Regions from separate parts of the Mus musculus genome. Here regions 1 and 2 are each linked to region 3. A link is a contact called in public promoter capture Hi-C data. All regions are on one chromosome and are shown on one strand. Each heading gives the region's core, a stretch centred on a gene start, on an enhancer-like site or on the middle of the called end of the contact. The rest is flanking DNA. Distances are from core to core; before and after follow the strand shown. Region 1 overlaps Thrb (thyroid hormone receptor beta). Region 2 overlaps Thrb (thyroid hormone receptor beta). Region 3 overlaps Ube2e2 (ubiquitin-conjugating enzyme E2E 2).

Region 1 (4,498 bases), core at 485-2,984, 1.0 Mb after region 3:
ACAGGGCTAGATTGATGCTCACCTTGCTGTCCTCTGGGCTCAGATGACTTTGAGACATCTCTACATTCAGTCCAACCTCCAGGTTCCACAGGATAGAGGCTTTCCAGCCCAGTGAGCTTCTGGGAGGCCAGTTACGTCCTGTATTTGTGTAGCCGTGCTCTCCCAGTTACACTTTCTTGCAGTGAATTTCAGTTGTCCTGGCTTGCCAACACTGGACTGCTGTCATGACTGGTAGGACTGACCACAAGCTATTCCTCCCAGACAGCTAGCTCATAGCCCATGCTTCTCTCCAGGAGGGCCAGGGGCTCCCTCTCAGCGTTCTGGCCTGCTGCCGGAGGCCAGTATTGCAGCAAGCAGCCAGCAAAGCGTGTCGTAACCCAACCCCTTGTTGAAATGGGACTCCCAGCATCGGGAGGCTCCTGGGCAGCGAACACCTGACGTGCTACCTTATCCACAGCCATTAGAATGCTCACTATCCTCCTGGCCCAGCATGGCTATAATCATAATTGCTGAGTAAAATGGCTCTCTCCACTAATTATGCTACTTTTAGCCAGCCACGAGGGAAATAATAATTTGGCTTGAAACAAGTCTTCAGGTTCCTCATGGCTGGGAAGAGTCCTTGGGTTAAAGGTCATCAAGATAGAGGCTTGATAATTGTCAATGTAAATGTCAGGTGTTTGGCTTTTTAAATACTATTTTATTCTGGGAAAAAGCAGTGCTTTGGAAGTGGCCCCTGTTCCCTGTAAGCAAGCCTGGCAATGGCTTTAATTTGCTTTACTTCTGTCTTGAGCTAGTATGTTTCTGCTGTTGTGCCAGATCTGCGAGCTGCCTGCAGGCCAAGGCAGCGCCCCAAAAGGAACTCTCCCATCACCCTGATTTGTTTACTCCAGTGGAGATCTCTGCAGCTGTAGCAGAGTCATGACCATGGCTGCTAGTGAGTGATCCAAACTGGAGCTGACCAAGAGAGGCTGAGCAGAGGGTGCATAGAGCCAGGATGGCAAAGGCATCATTCCTATGACACAATGCCTTTGGATCTTCCAAAGGTGCTAGCATGCTTCACTCTCTCTCCTCTTTTCCATCTGTGACCTCTTCTCTCAGCCCCCTTTTTCCCTCCTTCTTCCCTTCCTCTTAATTCCTTCCTCCTCCATTTTTCTCTTTCAATCCCCACACCCCCCACTCACATGCTATACACAGTTCACTCTGTATTTTCCTCTCAAGCTTTCTGAAATGCTTGGTTTCCAGTCACCAAGCTTTGTTAATTTCCTCCCTCCTCCTTCTTTTTTTGGGGGAAGACTATGATGCTGATGTCCAGGCCAAATCTTTCTTGAAGGTGTTTCTTATATCTCTTATGTGTCTCTAGCCTCAGTTGCTTCCCACTAGGTCAAGGGAGTGTCCTACTTTTCAGCCTCCAAATGACTCTGTCCCAACCTGATCATGGCCCCTGCAGCCCTTCACAATGCAATTCTTCTGCCACCAGGCACACTGACAACTCTAAAACGTACTTTGCTTGAATACACATCCACACTCTTATTCCTGCTCACTCCTTTTATTTGGAAAGGCTGACCATGCTTCTCCTACCCTCATCCTACTGGCACAGGCAGAGCTGTTGCTTCCGAGCTCGTGTTAACGTTGTGTTATAACCACTACTCTCTCCGTCTCCTCAGATAGGCTCAGAGTTCCTAGGGCAAAGGTGTTGCTGATTTACCCACCTAGCAGTTGCACAACAGATAAGGTGCTGGGTAAACTTTGCTTCTTTGAATTTTACAAGTTGAAAGAGTCAGCATGGACAGAACCTCTCAAGAAGTGTAAACAACACATTGAGCCAAACCTGTGGCTGGAGCAATTGCTTAATCTCCTCGTCTTGGTTTCCCTACCCATAGAGCAGGAATCTATTGTCCATTTCTAGGAGCATCATGGGGCTTAATGAGTTGCTCTGTGACCATGCCACACACAACACAGCTGGAAATAGAGACTACTGCTACGTGAGTGTTGAATAAAACTGTAGCAATTCTGCTATCCCATGGCTGACTCTGTTGTGCTTGAGAGAAAAGGCTCTAGACACTATTTGGCCTGACTTGATTTAAATGAGTATATTCTTTACTAGATTGTATGTGTCTTAATCCTCCAGTTAGAAAGATGGATGCTAATGCCGTTCATGAAACTAAATTCCATAGGAGAGCTATGCATGGGCAGCCCTACTTGGGGCTGTTTGCACAGACTGGGTTGGTAGGTCTGGAAATCATATGGTTTAAAAAATAACCTAGATATGAAATAGCAATTATTGCATTACCACAGATAGGAAAGCACACACTGGTTACTGTTTAACAGAAAATGTGCTCAACTTCCAGAAAAGATGCTTGAAAGAAACTGAACACCATGCAAATTATCCTCAAAGAAGTTAAATTCTGTGGTTTACAGCAGTTAGGAGCATTCTAGATTCCTTCTGCCTGTAGATAAACAGAGATTCTTTGGGTTGAGCAGCCCACCGCCGTGACTAGCCCTGCACATGTGAATGGCCTCTCTGTATCATTTGCACATGCTCTCGACAGAGCCCCAGGCTCTAGCTGCCCTAGTCTACCTGGAAAAGCCCTGTGGAGACTCAGTTGGTAAGGCAGCTGACTCCTCTGATAGCCTTCCTCTCCCACTTGTAAAACCAAATCTAGAAAGATCTCTGGATCATACAGTAGATCTATTTCTAGTACGGAATCTGCATCCAGATTTCCCCCTGGCTGTATCAGTCTGTAACTCTCATCTGCAGCAAGTCAGTGTGGTCCCCTTTCCTACATGCACTGTAGTGGTTTTTGTTTGTTTTGTCATTTGATTTCTTGCTTTTATCTATTCTGACTGGGGTAAGATAAAATTGCAATGTGCATTTCATTGACAGCTAAGGATGTTCAGCATTTAAAAAAATATTTCTTAGCCATTTGTATTTCATCTATCAAGTCTCTATCTAGTTGCATATTCTATTTTTAAATTGGTTTGGGGTTTTTGTGTGTGTGTGTTTAGATTTTTGAGTTCTTTGTATATTCTAGACATTAACCCTCTGACAGATGTATAACTGGTAGAGGGTCCCCCTACAACCCCTATTTTGTAGGCTGCCTCTTCACTTGAATAGTGGTATCTTTTGCTGTAAAACCTCTTTTTTTTTAATTTCATCAAGTCTTGTTTATCAGCTGTTGATCTTAATAAAGTAATCAACAGTCTTAGTCAGCTGTGAACTCAAGCAAGCTACAGCAATGACCGACCTGGCGAGATATGGCCACTAGTGCAATAACTGCATACATGTTATTAGAATAACTAACCAAGTGTTTCTAATTATATTTAAAGTGTGATCTACAAGGCAGAAGAACTCTTGCATGCCTGGCACCATTAACTGGGCTAGCCCACCATGGCTGGCTAGAAAGAGAAACCTAATACTGTTATTTTGGTAAAGTGGCATACCAAATAAACTACCCCTTAAGTTTTAATCTTCATATGCATAGATCAGTGCATCTCTTAGTCCTCATCAGAAAAACTCCTTTTTGCAACTAGACCCATAACTGGTTAACGTGCAAAGAATAAGAGGCTGTGGAGTACTCTGCTCTAAGCAGGATATTTATTATCCTTTTATTATCCTTCTGTCTCTAAGACTCAGATCATTGCAGAAAGATTGTGATTCAGAGCTGGTGGATATCTAAAGAAAAACAGTATGTTCCAGAAAATTCCATTGCTGCTTTGTGCATACAGATATGGTTGTGACTGTGTGTAGGAAATCAAGCCAGATAAAAACCTCAGCAAGGATTGAGAAGGATTCATGAAGTTCTTCCCCCATGTGAGAAGTTGTTGATAATTGATGGCTTCTGAGTGATAACGAATCAGATATCTTCGGGATGGGGCCCCAGAGAGAACCTATGTTCTACTAGACTGCCTCACATTTATCCAAACAGATACAACTAAATGGTCTTAGTGGGTTAACAAATGTCACAAGAGCTTGGGGAGGAAATGGTAACACATAGAAGATATAGAAGGAATTGAAGGGAAGGGAATGGAGAGTAGATTTGATCAAAACATGTTATACCCAGTTATAAAAAAATTCAAATAATAAAATATAACTAAAAATGACAAAGATCTCCTCACTCACTTCACAGGCTTTTGCAAGTAGACTCAAAGGCTTCTAACATATGTATTTCTATAAGCACTTGCTGTCCTGGTAATACTGCTGTGGCAGCTCCCTGTCTCTCTCAGAGCTATGAGCTGAGTTCTGCTTCAGTGAACTGCATACTTTACTCTCTAGGACTCAGAAGGTACTCAGCCAGTTTTTAGAGGACAGTATTATAGGCACAAATTTCTGTGTCTGTATATACCATGGCTCTGGGGCTCCTGTGGTTGAAATGGTAGCTCTTCCCTGCATGTGTCATCAGGACCATAATGATATGATGAGCCCCTAGGCTGAGGGGTCCACATTTGTTAAAACTAAAATGATTGGCAGTGGACACCTTGTGTTACACAGAGGCAATAG
Region 2 (4,335 bases), core at 239-2,738, 1.2 Mb after region 3:
AGTTCTTGATTTGAGTGCTAGGAAGTAAAAGAAGGTCACAGAAGTACAAGAAGGTGGCTATATAATTGGTCCCCAAAGCAAAGAAAGAAGAAAATGGAGCTGGAAATCATGTAGATGTCACCATGACTGCTAAGCAAGCTGTTTGAGCTGGCACAGAACAAAGCATGCAATGAGTCTTCATTCATTAAATCTGCTCTCAGCCACTTTTGTGGCTTCCCATATGCAGGGCCCATTTCTGAAACCAGGGCAGTGGGCTTAGAAATGCAGTATACCACGCAAAAAATTCCCAGCAAGATCTACCTGACATTTGTCAGAAATTGGCATTTTGACAACAAAGCTCTAGGACCATGCAAGTGTCCCAAGCTGGAGACCACCCCAAGGACAGATTGCAGGGCCAAACTTAAACTCATTGAGAAAGAACCTAACTTACTTTTCCTGCTTGGTAATAGACCATTGTTTAGTCCCACAACCCCAACTTGCAGTGGGATATTTAACTTTCTCAAAAACCGAGTCAGTATCAGTTTTTTATGCAGATATTTGTCTACAGACATCATATCTGGGCAAAAGGTTTTTGGAAGACGTGCAAAGGCATTTCAAATTAATGGACTCAATCTAAAGAATATTGATTTTATCTTTTAGCTAAACACTTGGCCTGTAGGGAAAGCTTAACTCAAACAAAACAATACACTGGCAAGATTTTTCTGCACAAATATTAATCTTAGTAATGAATTATAATGATGAGGGAAAGGGAATTAGATCCCTTCAAGTAGAATGACATAATTTGATTTCAATATTTTTCCGTTTAAAAATTTACCTTAATTCTTTAAACAACACACACACACACACACACACACACACACACACACACACACTCCCTTCCACAACAGGAAAACTGGGAAAGCACAGACTAGGGGATCCGTAAGGCTTTCTAGATAGTTAGCCTAGCCACATTGCTGAGTTTCAGTTTCAGTGAGAACCCTCATCTCAAAAACTAAGATGAGGAGTGATTGAGGAAGACCCCTGATATCTGCTTCTGTGGTCCACATACACATACGTGTACACACACCCACACATGTCCAGACTCAGAGGTCCACTACATAAGCACAGCTCTGATACTAGATACATATTCATAAGCTGGAAATTATTAGTATTAATTCAAGGGAAGTAAGGATAAAGTACTGAGTTCCTGTAGAAGGCCGGGTAATAGGCCTGCTGGATTACAACAGAACTTGTATTTACACCAGCAAACCTCCTTAAAGCTTATTTGTCCTGATGTGGTCCTGCATTCAGATATGAGTGGCAAAGTCTGGGAGATAATTCTGGTGAACAATGATGCCCTCGCCCCTCTGTACCTTTAGGTACACGTTCTAGGTTATGTGTAAAATGCCCTACTTTCCTCTTTAAAATGACCCAACCTATGTATTGACAAGGGCTTGCACCACGTACACTGTATGACACTTCTGTTCATTTTCTCTAAAAACTCGAAAGTAAGTTTCTGAGTTGTGCAATAGTGAACTTTATCCTCCTGGACAAATTAAACCAGGTGTTCTGAAGTGCAGGTAAATGGAAAACCGTTTTGTTTTGTTTTTTTTTTTAATTTGTTTGCTTTTTGTTTTTTAAAAAACAAAACAAAAAACAAAAAACAAAAAACAAAAACCCAAACAAACAACAGGACAATCTTTGTCAGGCATACTTCCCCCCCCGCCCTCCCCTCGAAGAGAGATTAAGGTTTCTACAGTGGACTGGTATGAAGGTCACCAAACCAATGTTGCAATCTTAAAGTGACAATAACAGCAGTCATGCCTGGTGGCGGCAGCTTAGGACCAAACTAGGTTACTCCGTTCCCAGAGGCCAGTTATCCAGGAGTGCAAATGAACATGTCAAAATACTCTTAAGATTAGGACAATTTTCTTCTTTAATTAAAACATATCCAAATAGCATAATTAAAAATTATGTGGTATTCCATGACCCTAAGGAATATCTTCAAGACAAATCTGACCGATGGAGAGACAGCTGCCACTTGAGTGTTCAGTATCCACCTGCTCACAATGTTTAAACTTCCCTGTAGTTTCTACTGGAAAAAAATTTACTTTGGGGTGAAGGAGCCAAAGCCAGGAGCCACCTGACCTACCTTTAGCTTTCTAAGTGAAAACCTTAAGGCAGCTCTGGGGATACGGAGACCTCTGCTCGTCTTCTCTCTCGTGACCAGAGAGTCTCATTGGCAGCTTACAGGCTCATGCAGAGCAATCAGCTCTCACTCAGAATGGCTGTGCTGGGCTCTCTGTCCCTGCTGCATATGAAACTCTCTGCGAGTTGGTAAGGGGTGTCAGACTCCAGCACCTGAATCTGAAACAGACTTTTAAATACCAGCTTCATTTGGTACTTGTACAACAGTTCCAGGTTTATGAAGGTGGGGAAAGCTGGGAACTTTGTTTTAAGTGGGTTGACCAAACCCTCAAGCCCCAAGCTCAGTGTACCCAGAACCCTGGGATTAGGTCACATTCTGGAGTACTTAACATCTAGAAATGCCTGAATTATGTAGGGCTGATGACAAGTATTGACTCTGAGAAAAATGAGGTAACTTGGGGGCCAGATCTCAGTGTTCCACTAAGTAACTGAGCTTGAGGTCAGGGTAGATTGGCAAAGACCAATTCTGACTTCATTAAAAATAAGTATTCCATTGTCATGGATCTCTTGTACTTTGGTTTCAGTTTTTAAAAGAATGCATTGAAATATTTGTCTTAATTACTTACTCACTTGGGACTCCCTCAGAGTTTGTATCCAGTATGTTCTCACTACCCTCAACCTGGTCCTTAAGTCTCTTACTGCCTTTCTTATCTTCCCATTGTCCTCTCCCAGTGGAGGTAGGCAGGGTGCTGGGAGGGTGCTGGAGATGTGTGCAGCTGAGATAGGAATGGCAGGGGGAGTCTTGCTGCGGAAAAGGTCTCAGCATGAGCTTCCAGGCAGTGGCCTACGCAGCTTACAGGTATCATTTCTGCTCTTTACCTATAAGAAATGTCTACTTGTGATGGTTAGTTGTCAATGTAAACTTGTTGAAATCTAGAATCAACTAGGAATAAAGTCTCAGTTTAGAAATCAGGTTTGTCTGTGGCCATTTCTGTGGGGATTGTCTTGATTGGTAATTGACCTGGAAATAAAGACCCAGCCCATTGTGCACAGGCACTAGGCAGGGACTCTGGACTCTGGAAGAGTATGGGCAGTAAGCAGGGATACATTTATTTTTCCATTTGCTTTTGAGTGTGGATGTGATCTGACTAGCGTCTTGAGTTCCTGCCTTATTTTCTCCAAAATAATGAACTGTGACCTAGAATTGTAAGTCAAATACCCCCCCCCCCCTTTATGTCTCTTTCTGTCAGGGTGTTTTTATCATGACAACAGAAGAGAAACACTACAGAGGCAGCAGACATTTGAAAGAGAGGTGTTCCCACTCCCCTCTGCCTAGGAACCAGCACAGCACTGCAGCCAGCCTTCAAGCACCAACAGAGGATTGGCCCTTGCTTCTTCCTCTCGGGTCTCAGCCTCCGACATCCACATGTAGACTAGTTGTAGCCGTTCAAGTAGTAAACAGAGAATGGTTCAAAGGTCTGTGTGGTAACAATATATAACTGCATCTACCTCCCCTCTGACAAAGGTAGGCTCTTACATTGTTTCACCACCTGGGGTGAGGGGGATTCTAAATACTGACTCTTTTATTGCAAATGGATCCACTGTGCTTTGGTTTGTTCTGTCTCTGGTCTGGGATATGACTCAGACCTTCAGATCCCAGCTACCTGACATATCCACTTGGAGAGCTTATACTAATTGAATCTCTTCCTCCAACTCTTCTCTCCACATTTCTCTACCATTGGAACTGGAACCACCAAATACCTAGTCCTGGAATCTTAATCACTGTGTCCTTCCTCTTCCCCAAGCAGAGGATCCCCAGTACCTGTCCACATAAGAGGTGAAAATAGCAAATAAGCAGCTCTACTTAATGAGGGCATTTGGGGTGTGTCAGGGACCCGAGAACACTTGCATAACACTAACTCCCATTTCCATATTAATTCCACAAGAGGATCCTATTTATACTGGATTACTACTAATGCCATGGTGACCTTGGGAAACTAATTTGCCCACGGCTAAGTAGCTGGGAAGAAGAGAGTTAATATTTTAACTTTGCCCCTTTGAACACACACTTGTAACTAGATCACTGTTTCCCAATCCCACTGGTTGTTCACTGCCAGCTCATCATTTCTGTCACTCTTAGAAGAGCCCCTAGGTTGTCATCTGTTACTACCTCACAGTCATAGAATATTGATGAAATAGCCAATCTGA
Region 3 (4,174 bases), core at 1,370-3,869:
AAATCACAAGTAGAAAAACTGGTATGCCAATGCAAGTTCACATTTTCCTGTTGCAGCTGCACAAATGAATACTTGCTTTTCTAAGTTTTTAAAAATCATGACATTTGATGATTTGAATAGTAATGTGGACTTGAGTACTGTTGGTTTCATCGGTGGGATTTGTTTAGATCCGTAAGTTTTTCTGAAACACGCTAATTTCACTCACTATGTGCTGGGAATTTCCAGAGCCTGATGACATCACAGAGCACATAGTCAATAAAGCTCAAAAAGAATGAGTGTGTTTAAATACCTAAATGTAATATGTTTATATTTAGTTAGAAACTAAGGGTTACTTGAATCTGAAGTAAAAATATCACTTTAGGTGTCTTAAGATCTTTGAAACTGTCATTGGAGGATGTATTTGTGTTTAGATCCCTGGAATTTAGCTTCCTTCTAGGTTAGGGAATTAGCTCTTTAGGAATTAATTTTAAAATGCCAGAGAAGTTAATATGTAGAAGTTTTAATTCAGGGACCTACTCATTTTTACTTTAGAGAGACAAGGCACCAATTTTATACATAGTTCATTTGAGTGACCTGCAGAGGATTTCCTCTCATAAGAGTTAATTGTGCCAGAGTACACAATCATGTTGTCCCCTTTTTTCTGTAATCAAGGATTCAGAAAACACTCAGCAGAAAGTCTCTTAAGTCTTGACATTTGAATAGGAGATACAGAGCCTTTGTCTAAATGGTTTTATAATGCTTATCAGTGTTCTCAGGAGGATTTGTCATTTGTACGTAAAGATTTGGATCGGATAAGGTATCTTAGATCAAAAATAGAAATAATTTTTTAAACTGTAAAACTAGAGAAATTATGCTTCTGTTTAGCCATTTAATTGCTTTCTGGGGAAGTGTTCTGGTTGAGCCCAGGCCTTCACATATACGCTTGGCAAGGGCTCTAGAACTGAGCCATACCCCCAGACCTTTAATAGTAGTTTAGTAGTTTAATCTTCTGGTATTCTGAAGTAGTTGAGGAAATTTCAGTTTCAGATTATGGCCCATTACATCATTGCATAGTCTATTCAGTATTATATAGTTTACACATTACTAGGTGTGCACAAAAGAGTATTGAAATGTGTGCACTTCATGACTGATGCAGCACACAGCAGTCACAGCTGTGCTTGCAGTGTAAGGCAACTACTTTTCTAGAGTTCTTGTGTTTGCCATGTGATGGATTGCCTCAGGTTTAGGATACATAGAACAATTTCTCACTGATTTCACATCTCTTAAAAGTTTGCTCACAGTACCCTACCTTGAGAGCATCTAATCCTAAGAATGCTTCTTTCTGTTTCCCTGCTTATACATAAGCCTGCTTAGCTAGCATGCTATATAGCACATACTTACAAGGTTTTTAACTTTAGATATATTTTAACTCAAAGAAGCAAGCTGAGAAAGAATACAAATATTAAATCCAATAATAAGAATGTTAAAGTCAAATAAGAAAACCCAAGAAATATACTCAGGCTTTTAGAGCTAGACATGAAACATAGAGACATAAAATTTCGGTATTCTGTTAAGTGACTTTATTGCTCATAAAAGGTGTCTTAGCCGTGGGGAATGATGCTCTCCACTTACAAGAGAGAGGGAGAGCAGTCTCAATGTCCTGTGAGTGTGTGAGAGCTATTTGGACAGACTTACTGGATGTCATGAACAAAGGGACTAGGGATGAGGATGGTCATGTCATATGTAGTGTCTGTTGATGCTTTATCGCTGTGCTTCCTGCTTCTTCCAGTACTGTGCTGTGCATATTTGTCTTATAAGCTTCTCATAGAAAACTTTCAGTCTGTTAAAGGCCTGCATTTAGAAAAGCTACCATGGTTTTGAATAAACTCTAGGATGAGCTGATGGTGATGAATGTTGATCAGAAGTACTGGGTCATGCCTTTGAACTAGGTAATGATAATAATAAATTGTATTTGAAGTGTCTGTTTTTTGTGTGTACTGAAGTTTGCTCTTGACCATGTCAACAACAGTTTTATTTCAGTCTTAATTTAAGAGTAACCAAAATGGATCCTTTTCAAGAGGACTTTGGATAAAACTCTTTCTCTTTATCTCTTCCCTTCCCCATGTATGTGTGTTTTACCCTTGATGGTGGTGGTGGTGGTGGTAGTGCTGGTGGTGGTGATGACTCTAGTCACAGGCAGTCTCGTTTTTCAAAAGCATGTCTGAGCTGAAGCTATATGATACTCAAAGTGATTACTGGTGACTTGAGGCCCTGTAGAGTCTGAACATGACTTTTGTCAGTTTCATTCTAGGTCTGTCAGCTTGTTAGGTCATACAGGATGTGATAGTAAGGACCAACCTGGGGCTGATTATAATACAATGAGATTGGAGAAGGGCTATCCATTTCTCAGTGCATTTTTGTGTCACTATCTAGGTTATAACGGCTACCTAGGTATCAAAGTATTACGGGAATTGAGTTAGTCATCAGAGCTGCTCCAGGAGCATGAACTCAAAGCAAAGTGAATTCTGAACCTCTAGGGAGATTTCCTCCAGACTGGGAAAAAAGGAATCCTTCAGTGTCTCGGTACACTCTCTATCTGTTGTGCAACATGGTTGCCTAGTCGAGCTGGATCAGAGCCCACACCCTCCTAAGCTTCAGTTCTTATTTAGGATCACATGGTTTCTGTTCTGTTATCACAAAGGTTACTTAAAACAATTTCCCAGCTTAGAGGATTTTAAGCTTGGCTCAGCTCTAAGGATGTATTGATTGGATATTAGCGTGGCAGTACCACTCTCTCTCAGCCCTGTGCCTTTTTACACCGACTTGTCAGGACACTTTGCAGGTCTCTTTACCTGTCTGGACATCTCATAGCTGAGCCCAAAATGCTTCTCCCAGTGCCTATAAAAATTAGGCTCTCAGTCCTTTCTCTCCCCCCCCCCCCCTATTTAAAATACTTATTTTATATTCTGTGTATCGATGTTTGTTTGCATGTATGTCGTGCACCATATATATGCCTGGGTGCCGAGGGAGGCCAGAGAGGGTGTCATATCACCTGGAACTGGAGCTATAGCCCATTGTGAGTTACCATGTGTGTGTTAGGAATTGATTCCAGTCTCTCTGGAAGAGCAGCCAGTTTTCATAACCCCTGAACTCTCTCTCCAACCCCTTCTGGTTTATCTTGTGCCAGTTCTTTTGAGATATAATTTACCTTATAAAAGTAACCCCCTCCATTTTTGTAAATGCTGGCGGTTGAACTTTGCTGAGTGTGCACTGTCCAAAATGCCCCTCCAGCCCCAAGGCTGCCATCTTAAAAGGTATAACTTAGCCTAGGGATTGCAGGTAGCTCAATGGCAGCACCTGCCTATCATGCCAAGATCCTGAGTTGAGTCCTCAGCAGTACAAAGCAAAGCAGAACTCCGAGGCTTTTCTACTATAAGCACTAGTTAATTTAAGAATATTATTATCACTCAGTAGAAACTTTCTGCCCATTAGAAAACACTTTCCTGTACTGTCTCTACATTCCCACCATGTACCTGTCTAGACATTCCTTACAAATGAGCTTGTACAGTCTGGTCCTTCTGGCTGGCTTCGCTCACTTAGCATAAAGATTCAAGATCTTTCTGCTGAAGCTTGCAGATGCCAGACTTCATTTGTTTCTGTGCCTGAGGTATATTGTCATGTGGATGCACCATGCTTTACCCGTCAATTAGAGAACATTTGAATTGTTTTTACTTTCTGCCTTGTGAATAAAATTGCTACCAACATTTGTTTCTAAATTTTCCATGAATGCAGAGAAGAGAGGTTTTAGCAAACCCCAGAGTTATTTGTTCTATAAATGGGCAATTCTCATTTTTATACCTAATTATACTTCTTTTGTTTCATGGGCTCTGTTTCTCTTCATTATGAACATACCTTGTTGTAGTCCCTACCACAGCAGAATAAATGACATGCCATTCTTTAATCCAGGATCTAAGATGTCCACTGAGGCGCAGAGAGTTGATGACAGTCCAAGCACTAGTGGAGGAAGTTCTGATGGAGATCAGCGGGAGAGCGTTCAGCAGGAACCTGATCGAGAACAAGTTCAGCCTAAGAAAAAGGAGGGGAAGATATCCAGCAAGACAGCCGCGAAACTGTCAACCAGTGCCAAAAGGTAGCCAGCCGTTGTTAGCACTTCATTTGAATTTCCTTCCTTGTA

What was found. Capture Hi-C pulls out chosen DNA fragments and counts their contacts.
Region 1: a contact with region 3 is called in a promoter capture Hi-C map of liver, with 3 times the contacts expected there. The contact joins two enhancer-like sites. A contact is called at or near these places in 1 of 115 datasets of contacts at active chromatin or transcription factors (stem cell-derived neural progenitor cells) and 1 of 9 other capture datasets (liver).
Region 2: a contact with region 3 is called in a promoter capture Hi-C map of liver, with 2.9 times the contacts expected there. The contact joins two enhancer-like sites. A contact is called at or near these places in 1 of 39 promoter capture datasets (cranial neural crest) and 1 of 9 other capture datasets (liver).

The regions. Positions count from the first base shown.
Region 1 is chr14:17,843,262-17,847,759 of GRCm38.p6, reverse strand. The region is part of intron 2 of Thrb (thyroid hormone receptor beta); the gene reads right to left. Among named protein-coding and RNA genes, the nearest start is that of Thrb, 180 kb to the right of the region's middle. Within about 2 kb of position 1,734, at least 23 of the 459 cell types and tissues checked have an H3K27ac peak or open chromatin away from gene starts, as enhancers often do. A contact at or near this core is called in liver, where this site is marked.
Region 2 is chr14:17,695,569-17,699,903 of GRCm38.p6, reverse strand. All of the region lies in intron 1 of Thrb (thyroid hormone receptor beta), which reads right to left. Among named protein-coding and RNA genes, the nearest start is that of Thrb, 37 kb to the right of the region's middle. Within about 2 kb of position 1,488, at least 14 of the 459 cell types and tissues checked have an H3K27ac peak or open chromatin away from gene starts, as enhancers often do. A contact at or near this core is called in liver, where this site is marked.
Region 3 is chr14:18,888,221-18,892,394 of GRCm38.p6, reverse strand. Ube2e2 (ubiquitin-conjugating enzyme E2E 2) reads left to right here. Exons shown (of 6, transcript NM_144839.2): 2 at 3,946-4,129. The coding sequence starts at 3,954. Among named protein-coding and RNA genes, the nearest start is that of Ube2e2, 3.5 kb to the left of the region's middle. Within about 2 kb of position 2,619, at least 6 of the 459 cell types and tissues checked have an H3K27ac peak or open chromatin away from gene starts, as enhancers often do. A contact at or near this core is called in liver, where this site is marked.